Linked DNA regions of Mus musculus: region 1 is linked to region 2. The links are chromatin contacts, called in public HiChIP or PLAC-seq maps. All regions are on one chromosome and are shown on one strand. Each heading gives the region's core, a stretch centred on a gene start, on an enhancer-like site or on the middle of the called end of the contact. The rest is flanking DNA. Distances are from core to core; before and after follow the strand shown.

Region 1 (4,251 bases), core at 817-3,316, 290 kb before region 2:
ACCTCTCTCTGTGGAGATCTGAGATTTTTGTTCCCGACAGTTCTTCAAGCTCTGCCACTGATCCAATGCACACTACCTGTCAAAAACCGAAGACGACAGGAACTCCTCAGAGCCAAGGAGACTGTGCTAAGGTCATTTAGGCTGTATGGCTGTAGAAACCTGACTCTCTTTACAAGTGGGCTAATGGAGCACTCTGAGCTGCAGGGCAGCCAGTGCTAGCTTTGTTCCCGTGACTCCTCTTCTGCAGGTCTGCAGCACAGGCCCCTAAACCCACAGCCACCACCTCAACAGGCATTCCTGTGGATTTATCATACTCAATCTCTGCCTAAAATAAATAAAATGTCTTAGACTATTGGCCAATGGTATTTTTTTTTTCTTAGATTTAGTTATTTATTTTATTTATTTGAGTACACTGTAGCTGTCTTCAGACACACCAGAAGAAACCATTAGATCCCAGTACAGATGGTCGTGAGCCACCATGTGATTGCTGGGAATTGAACTCAAGGCCTCTGGAAGAGCAACCAGTGCTCTTAACCCTTAAGCTATCTCTCCAGCCCAACCAATGGCATCTATCTTTCTTTCTTTCTTTCTTTCTTTCTTTCTTTCTTTCTTTCTCTCTTTCTTTCTTTCTTCTTTTTAAATATTTTTATTATGTATTTTCCTCAAATACATTTCCAATGCTATCCCAAAAGTCCCCCATACCCTCCACCCTAGGCATCTTACTTTCTTCCTTGTGCCTGGATCTTGCTATTTAATCTGTCATCTTTCCAATCAAAGGCTAGAACTAAATTATTGTGCTGAGGGGATAATAAAAATAAAAGTGGCCTAATTCACAAGGAGTTGGGATGATCATGCTCAGGTAAAGAACTGGGGTGGAGATAGGTGGACCTGGCAGGGAACGAGGCCCACCTGACAGAGGGGTCAGATCAGCAGGAGGCTTCGTGCTTTCACACAGAGAAAGGCCTCTGCTTCTTGGGCACCCAGGGCTTTTTCTGCTCCTTCCCTTCAGTCCTGAAAAGGTTTCCGACTCAGTAATTTGGCTGTTTCCTCTCATGTCCTTGTATGGAATCCACTACACCCCAGGGCGTTGCTCTCCACACAGGACAGAAGGAAGGCTCTGCCATGGAATTGTGTTTGCCTACGCTAGTGGAAGTTAAGGTATACAATGCTTGCCATGTTTTTTCTTCTCCAGTTTCTCATAAGGTCAGTTTAACTTTCTTTCCTTTTTCTTTTTAGATAGAGTCCCAGTATATTCTCCTGGCTGCTGGCCTGGAACTTTCTGTGGAGTTCAGGGGGCCACAAGCTGGCAGATTCACCTGCCTCTGCCTCCCGAGGGCTGCGATTACAGGTGTGCATCCCCACGACACGAATCAGCTGAACGTGAAGTTAGTTCTAGAACTCAATGCTGTGGCACAGGATGGGGGAAATCAAAGCAACACCCACCCACCATCTAATATGCTGATTTCCTGAAAAAAAAATTACTATTTATTTTTCATTTTACAGAATAAAAATTCAAATCTGCACTTAAATAAAAAGTAACCCCCTAAACAGACTGTCTTACGTGATCATTCTAGAAAGGAATTCAGACAGTCAGAGTCCACATTTTTTAACACCATAGTCACACAACATGACAAAGAACTTCAGCAACAGTCAAGCAACACAGGGCCCAGTCTCACCTCCTCCAAGTCTTCGCTGACCCACAGTGGGATGGGGGTGCCCCAGTATCTGTTTCTGGAAATTGCCCAGTCACGGGCCTCCTTCAGCCAATTTCCAAACCGTTTTTCTCGTACAAACTCTGGGACCCTGTCACAGAGGGATGGCATGGACAGTCATGCAGGAGCACTAGACCAGGTAAAAATTATAAACCAGGCTGCCACCACAAGCCTTTGTGTGACGCTTTGTGGAAACACTATGCTAGGCTCACATCTAGCACATCCTTTGAAAAGACAGCAGAGCACATGTTTGGGAAGCCTCTGTTTTGCCTATTTGATTATTCATGAGGTAGGCCATTTGCCTATTTGATTATTCATGAGGTAGGCTGGCCACTTGCTGTGAAGAACAATTGGGGAGGGCAAAGGTTCCTGTGCTTGGGCTTTCTGTAAAGCCAAGGGCAGAAGATACCCACATACCAGGGACTCAAACTCCCAAACTGGTTATAAATAAACTGCTCTGGCAAACACACACACACTAGTCTTCATCATAGGAAAGCTAACAGTCTGAGTATAGCAAGATTGTTCCTTTGTTTTTGTAACAGGGCCTCACTGTGGCTGTCCTGGAACTCAGAGGTCTGCCTGCCTCCGCTTCCCGAGTTCCAGGACTAAAAGTGTGCATACTATGTCTGGCTAAGACATTTTCCCCAAAGCCAATTCATCCTGTAAGGCATACACAAGCAACACTTGCTTATCTCTAGTGGGCTTTACAAAGAAAATGAGTTCTTACATCTTCTATCATAAGCAGATGTTACTTTAGCTGTATGTGACTGTGTCTTCCTAGACAAATAAAGACAGTTACAAATTATGATAGACGATTAGAGATGGTGAGTGCTTGAACTATCCTCACAGCACATGTCGAGGGCGGAAGGGAGGAGCATGCTCACCAGTAGCACAGGTCGTTGTTCTTCAGTAGCTGGTCCACCATGGGCTCCACCCGCACAAACCAGCTGGGCACAGACTTGTAAATGAGGGGCGTGTCTGACCTGGGACCAGAACACAGATTCCACTAGTCAGTCAGAGGCCTACTGGTACCAAGGGCAAGACTGATTCTAATTTCTAATCAGCATCACTTCACCTACTCAGCCTTCTGCTGACAGTTACTTTTATGTTAGATTACAAGTGTCCAGATCAGCAGATGCCTCAGAAGGTGACAGTACTTGCTGTTGCACCTGATGAACCAACATGGTGGAAGGAGAGAACAGACCTCCACAGACATGCCAAGGCCCGCAGGCACACGCAAAGGAGTACTCACACACAAAGCAAGCAAGTCAATGAAAAACTAAACACACAGACGTCCGAGTCTCCTGTCTCCTTTCAAATGAAACCCAGGAAGATAAAGGCAAAAAGATGAACAAAGCTAGGGCCCGGAGAGACGACTCAGCAGTTGGAGAATGCCTGCTGCTCTTGCAGAGGACCCAAAACTGACAGCCGTGCATACACACAGTGTTTTTAATGGCTCTTCTGAGGGCGAGCGAGCATGACGCACATCTTCAATCCCCGCCCTCAGAAGCAGAAGAAGCACTAAGTTTCAGGCTAGCCTGGTCTACGGAAGAGCTCCAGGCCAGTCAGGGCTACACAGAAAAACTCGGGTCTCCAAAAACCAACCAACCAAACAAACAAGGAAGAAAACAAAAACAAAACAAAACAAAAATAAGAAAAAAAGAAAGAAAGAAAAGAAAATGGTTCTTCTGATGATAGAACCAGGGCACAGAGAGAAAGTGTGGGGACAAAGTTCAGGGCACTGAAGAGTACATTCATTTGAATTTACAGGATGCTCTTACACTGAGGCGGTTATCGCACGGCGCGGAGGAGAAGCCCCACCACCACAGCACTCAGCGGCCTCACCTCCAGCAGAAAGGGTAGCTGTGAGTGAACGTGCCCGCCGCCAGCAGCCGGCCCTGCTCCTTCAACATCCTAATGATATTTTTGTCAGCATCCTGTTAATAAATTAGTCAGTCACTAAAACACCTTGGCATACTTACTAACAATATAAATACATGGCTAAGAGCTGATATTTTATAATGGGTAAAAGGCACAAACAATTGATGTCTTTTGAAAACATCTGTTCTGGGGCTGGAGGCACGGCTAGGAGGAGAGAAGCTGAGAAGCCTGCCCAGGATGCATGAGCCACTGAAGTTCTCAAACATGAAAGTTCACCTGAGCATCAGAAGGCCATGCCAGGACAGACGGCAGTGTACTGCTCCCAACCCCTACTGATGAAACCACAGCACGCTCCCCCGTCTAAGCAGGTCAGACCCTCGGAGTGTGGCTAATAGCTGTCTTTCCTTGTTTTAAGTGCTTAAAATGTTAAATGCCTATGGTAATTCTAAGCGTGATAAGACAGATTACACCCTTCCATACACACAAAGCACAGACCTTCACATACTGCCCCACAAAATGTGTCACTTCCTCTGTGAAGCAGCCTGAAGCATCCACAGGACAAACAGGGACTGAGTCTTTCTGAATAATGTTGAAGTCCATACAGACACGATGATCATCCTGAGACAGACAAGAACACAGGCTGGGGGATAAAAGTGTC
Region 2 (4,647 bases), core at 148-2,647:
TTCAACTCAGTGACTGATGCTCGATCAGAAAGAGTGAGCATGCCTGGGGAGGCTAGGTAAAAGCCTCCCTCTCTCCAGGACTGGATGAGACAGGCCTGGGAAGCTGAGCAGAGAAACAAAGCTCACCTGCTCTCAAAGGAGAAGGGGGACTACAGACATGCCCAGGACCGAAGGGAGCAGAGTTTCTCCACCCCACTTACATTAGCACTCCTTGGTCACAAAAGGCCTTAAAACACTTCCAAGAGGGGCCTTCTCCTCTTCAGTCTACATTCTGAACAAATACACCAGGAGGTCAGAGGTGCCAACTAGACACAAGACCCAAGCTCTAGGCTGCTCAACACTCAGTACAGCTCCATACAATCTGAACTTCAGAGAGACAAAAGTACATCCTATTCCTCTCTTCACTTTCCTAATGCAGCCTACTGCTTCTCAGTGGTGGAGGTGTGAATCACCCCAGCTCCCTGAGTTATTAACCTTCTCACATGACACCTCCCCGCCTTCTACTCCCCCAGCCCACCACATTCCTGCTAGCTTGTAATCAGGCAGCAAAATGTCAGAGAAATCTGGGGCTGCACACAGATCCATCCATATGCTTCTCTTCCTTTAAATTCGCCTCCTTGGAAAGGACTACATCTTCTGAAACCGCCTTTCAAGTTGAACGAAGGAGAAACCATTTAAAGTATATGATCGGGACGCGAACCTGTGGCAGCGCCCCGTTCCTGACAGCGCAGCAGCAAGGCAGAACACCAGCTCTGTGGTTTCTCGAGGCTGAACTCCACTCGGTGGGCTGACAGCACTCTGGGAACTTTCCCCTGTGCTGCCCAGGCCCTGGTCCAGGCTCAGCCTCTGGCCCACCGTTGCCTGACAGTAAGACGAGCATCCCGGGGGAGGCTGCACGGTGTGAGGCCACGCGGCACGCACAGCGCATGAGGAAAGAGTACTGACGGGACAGAGAGAACCGAGAAGGGACACTAGGAGGAAAGGGGAGCCAACGGAGCTAGGGGTGCCGGGGATGAGTATGGAGCAGAGGAGGGTACTGTGGGGGTGCCAGGGAACCACCCGGGCGGAAGCTGGAGGAAGAGTCACGACCTGGGTACCTGGACGGTACCAGGCACAGAGCTTCGGGAGCCGTCGGGTGAGGCCCGGAGCCGGGCTGCCCGCCAGCCGCTCACCTGCGCGTGGGCCACCACAAGGCTCTTGTTGCCTTCGCCATGGTAACTCCATTCATTCTCGTCCATTTTCCCCTCTTCCATGCCCCGGCGCCCTGGAACTTCGCGGGCCGGGACGTGGGGACGAGAGCTGGAGGCCGCCCGCCTCGCAGGGCTCCCGCCGCAGCCGTCTGAAGAAAAGCGCCTGTCAGCTGCCGCCTGCGCTCTCAGCGGCGGCGACTTGCAGGCAAGGAGCGCCGGAAGCCACGCCCCCGGCGGCCGCCATTCCCAGAACGGTCAACTTCCGGGTCCCGCCCACCTTACCCTCGACGTCCAGGGTGGTAGGTGGAGTGGAAGCCATATTATGTGCTGGCAGAGTGACTCACTTCCGAAACGCGGACCTGGGAACCGGAAGGGAGGTTTCCGGATCTGCTCCCGGACCTTGAGGCCGGCGGCTTCCTGGCGCCCCGAGTCCGAGGCGCTCACCCTCGCACTGTCCTAGGGCCACGGCTGGATCTTCGTGGGGCTGCAGTAAGGCGCCGGGCGACTCTGAGCCTCCGCTTACATCTGTAGAATGGGATGCACCTTCAATGGCCTTGCTCCGGCCAAGAGAGCCATTAGGTGGTGTTCACACTACTCCGGGAAACGTGGCGAGGAAACCTCACCGTGGAGCCTTTGCCCCAAGACATCCAGAAATGCAGATGAGGCAATAGACTCTCCCACCCCATCCCAGCAGAAAGCAATGACCTCAGTTTATCCTTTAATGCGGGGAAGATTGGCCCTGCCTGGTAGAGCTGCCTAAAGAATTATATGCGGTCCTTGTGCTCTTAAAAATGATTTGGGGCTGGACATGGTGATGCTCTCAGCATTCTGGATGTGGAAGCAAGAGATTTCTAGGAGTTCGAGACCGGCCAGGGTTACTTAGTGAGATCCTGTCTCAAACATAATTTTCATATTTGTGTTAAATTGTTTGGCCACAGCACTGAATATTGCTGTAACTGGTGTATGTGAAGAAAATCCAGCTTAATGCAGGCAGATAGTATGGGTTTTTTTGTGTTAATTTTTCCAAGGAAGACTGGGAAAAAAACAAAAAAACCTGTTCATTCTAAATAGGACACCAACAACAGACTGAAAGATCCTAATAGAATGTAAAAGGTCACAGAAGCCCTCAAATTGGCAAAATAGATTTCATTGTTAGTAAAAGTAGCTTCACTGATTTAGAAAAATAGAGGTGCACAATGCTCTGGCCGCGCCTTGAACCCGTGTGTCTGCCAATGTTCTGACCGTTCCTTAAACCCAGGTGTGTGCCCACTGCTGCACCTCACTGCGAGGTGTTTGTGATATTGGTTGCTGGGATAGAATCGAAAAATCTCCCCAGTAACCACAGCCGGGCCAATCCAGAGTTGCTCCACCTGCACCAGACTCTTTCCTTGTACCCCTCCCATACCCATTTCTTAAGAATAGACATTGTTTAGATCTGGAAATCCCCTACTCCCCCCTTCTCCTCCCCCCCCCCCCCCGTGAGGGCCTATAAAAACTGGGACCCCTTTCCCCTCGGGGTCAACTCCTCTACCCCTGCGTGGGATACAAGTCGTCCCCAGAGCTCTGGCTTTCCCCCCAATAAAGCCTCAGGTGGTTTGCATCAAGTTTGGTCTTTTGTGAGTTCTTGGGGGTCCGCTATTATCCCGAGACTTGAGCGAGGGGCTCCTCTCGGGGTCTTTCAAGACCACAGAAATGAATGTACCCAAGTATAGCTTGGTGAACCAAATGAATTTACAGGTCATGCTTAGAGGAGCATGGGTGAAGGGTTATTTATATTAGTGTGGAAGACCTCAAACCAGCTGCACTGAAAAAAACAAAACAACAACAAAAAACCCCTCCCATCCTAGCACAGATCCATTCCTCTTCAAAAGCTGAGTGGGTTTCTCCTTCAGCTAGTCTACCTTCGATAACCCCTGGAAACCCATGCAGCTGAGGCGGCTGTTTTGATTAAGATGGCAAAGTCTGTGTTTTGCTCCGAAGATGGGTACACAGCACTTCATTCTTTCTCAGGCTTTCCTCCCACCCCCTCTTCTACTGTATTCTCTGAGCATTGAAGGAAGCAATAGAGATGTTTGGTGATTGCTTTTCATTTTGGCTGAGCAATGAACCACTATGCCATAGCAACAGCCACTTGATTCTTGGCAACTTGACGGGCTGTCTTCCTAGTAACTTCTACTGGCTGTGTGGGGGAGTGGGGGGGGGAATTCTCTGTACAATTGACACTAACAGCACAGTCATCTATAGGTACTCACATAAATGTTCAACAGAAAATCTGACAGGCACATACCCATTTAACTATAGAAGTAGTTCCATACAAGGGCCCTATGACCTCCCCGGGTACAATACCAACATGAGTTCCTTCCTGTAGAGGAATACTTAAAGACAATCAGAAGATGAGTTGTACCCATTAGAACAGTACCAGGTAGCATTAACACTGGTGTCCATAGACTAGCAGGACCATTTGTGACTATTCTCCCTAGCAGCCTACATAGCACTTATGGAACTTCCAAACACCACTCTGCAAGAAGGAAACTTTCAGCTCAGCCCATTTGAATTCTGCATGTCCTGCAATCAGCATGTGAAGTCTTCAGCAATAGCATTTTACCATCTATTTCCCATGTGCCAGCAACAGCACTGGCAATGGCCTGGATTGTTTTAGGATGTTAGGAACTTCCCTGGCTAACAATCAAAGAAAAAAAATAGCTCAGCCCTGTAACTTTTACTTTTTCAAGTCCTATTTTTAATGATAGTTCTTAAGACACTTTAACCTCCCTTGTAGCCCACCATCCACCAGATGTAGTGGAAAAGAAAGAATACAGAAGTGGACCTGTCTTGAAAGGTTCTTTGGAGCAACTCCCATCTGTGTTGTCTGGAAATCGGCAGTTCAGTTTACAGGTTAGCAGCAGCAGCTTGATCCACTTGCAAACAACTTCACAGATACACCAGCAGTCCAGCTTGGTAGAGTCAGGATAGCAAACAAGAATCTGCAGCAGTGGCACTATCTAGCAGAGACAGCCAGGCCTCAGCCTCAGCACAAGTCGGCAGGAGAGACCCAGAATGACACCTGGAGAAGTTCTTGGCTGTGCATCTCTCAGCGAATTGAAAATCAGCAAAGACAGGATACCAACAAGGGTTTAGCTATGCAAGCAAGCCAAGCTCCCAGCCTCCTTCACCTTCTGTCCAGTTCTGTTTATATTCCCTCTAAACATCACGTGCCTTGCCTCAGCACGTGCACCTGTCTCAGCTGACATCACTGCCAATCAGTCCGAGTCCTCAGAAGCAGCAAGAAGCTGAAGAAGCCAAAGCACACCACCAGAAATTCTTGGTGCACTTCTCTTTATGGAGTCCCGACAAATGAGCTCAGTTACATATTGTGAGGCAGACCAAAACATGCGTGTTGTCAGAAAAAAAAAAAAATCCATCACGTGTCCTTTCACGTGCTTGCTTTAATAGAACA

What was found. HiChIP or PLAC-seq counts read pairs in DNA pulled down with a chosen protein or histone mark.
Region 1: an H3K27ac HiChIP or PLAC-seq map of embryonic stem cells shows a contact between it and region 2, with 2.4 times the contacts expected there. The contact joins the enhancer-like site here to the promoter of Ippk in region 2. A contact is called at or near these places in 5 of 39 promoter capture datasets (cranial neural crest, frontonasal cranial neural crest, hematopoietic stem and progenitor cells and 2 more), 1 of 15 datasets of contacts at CTCF or cohesin (the NIH/3T3 cell line), 3 of 115 datasets of contacts at active chromatin or transcription factors (the SCID.adh cell line and embryonic stem cells) and 1 of 9 other capture datasets (pancreatic islet).

Annotation. Positions count from the first base shown.
Region 1 is chr13:49,704,231-49,708,481 of GRCm38.p6, reverse strand. It overlaps Iars (isoleucine-tRNA synthetase), which reads right to left. Exons shown (of 34, transcript NM_172015.3): 11 at 4,089-4,211; 12 at 3,558-3,649; 13 at 2,597-2,695; 14 at 1,677-1,803; 15 at 3-76. Among named protein-coding and RNA genes, the nearest start is that of Gm23482, 7.8 kb to the left of the region's middle. Within about 2 kb of position 2,066, at least 26 of the 459 cell types and tissues checked have an H3K27ac peak or open chromatin away from gene starts, as enhancers often do. A contact at or near this core is called in embryonic stem cells, where this site is marked.
Region 2 is chr13:49,417,992-49,422,638 of GRCm38.p6, reverse strand. It overlaps Ippk (inositol 1,3,4,5,6-pentakisphosphate 2-kinase), which reads right to left and starts at 1,397. Exons shown (of 13, transcript NM_199056.4): 1 at 1,173-1,397. The coding sequence starts at 1,253.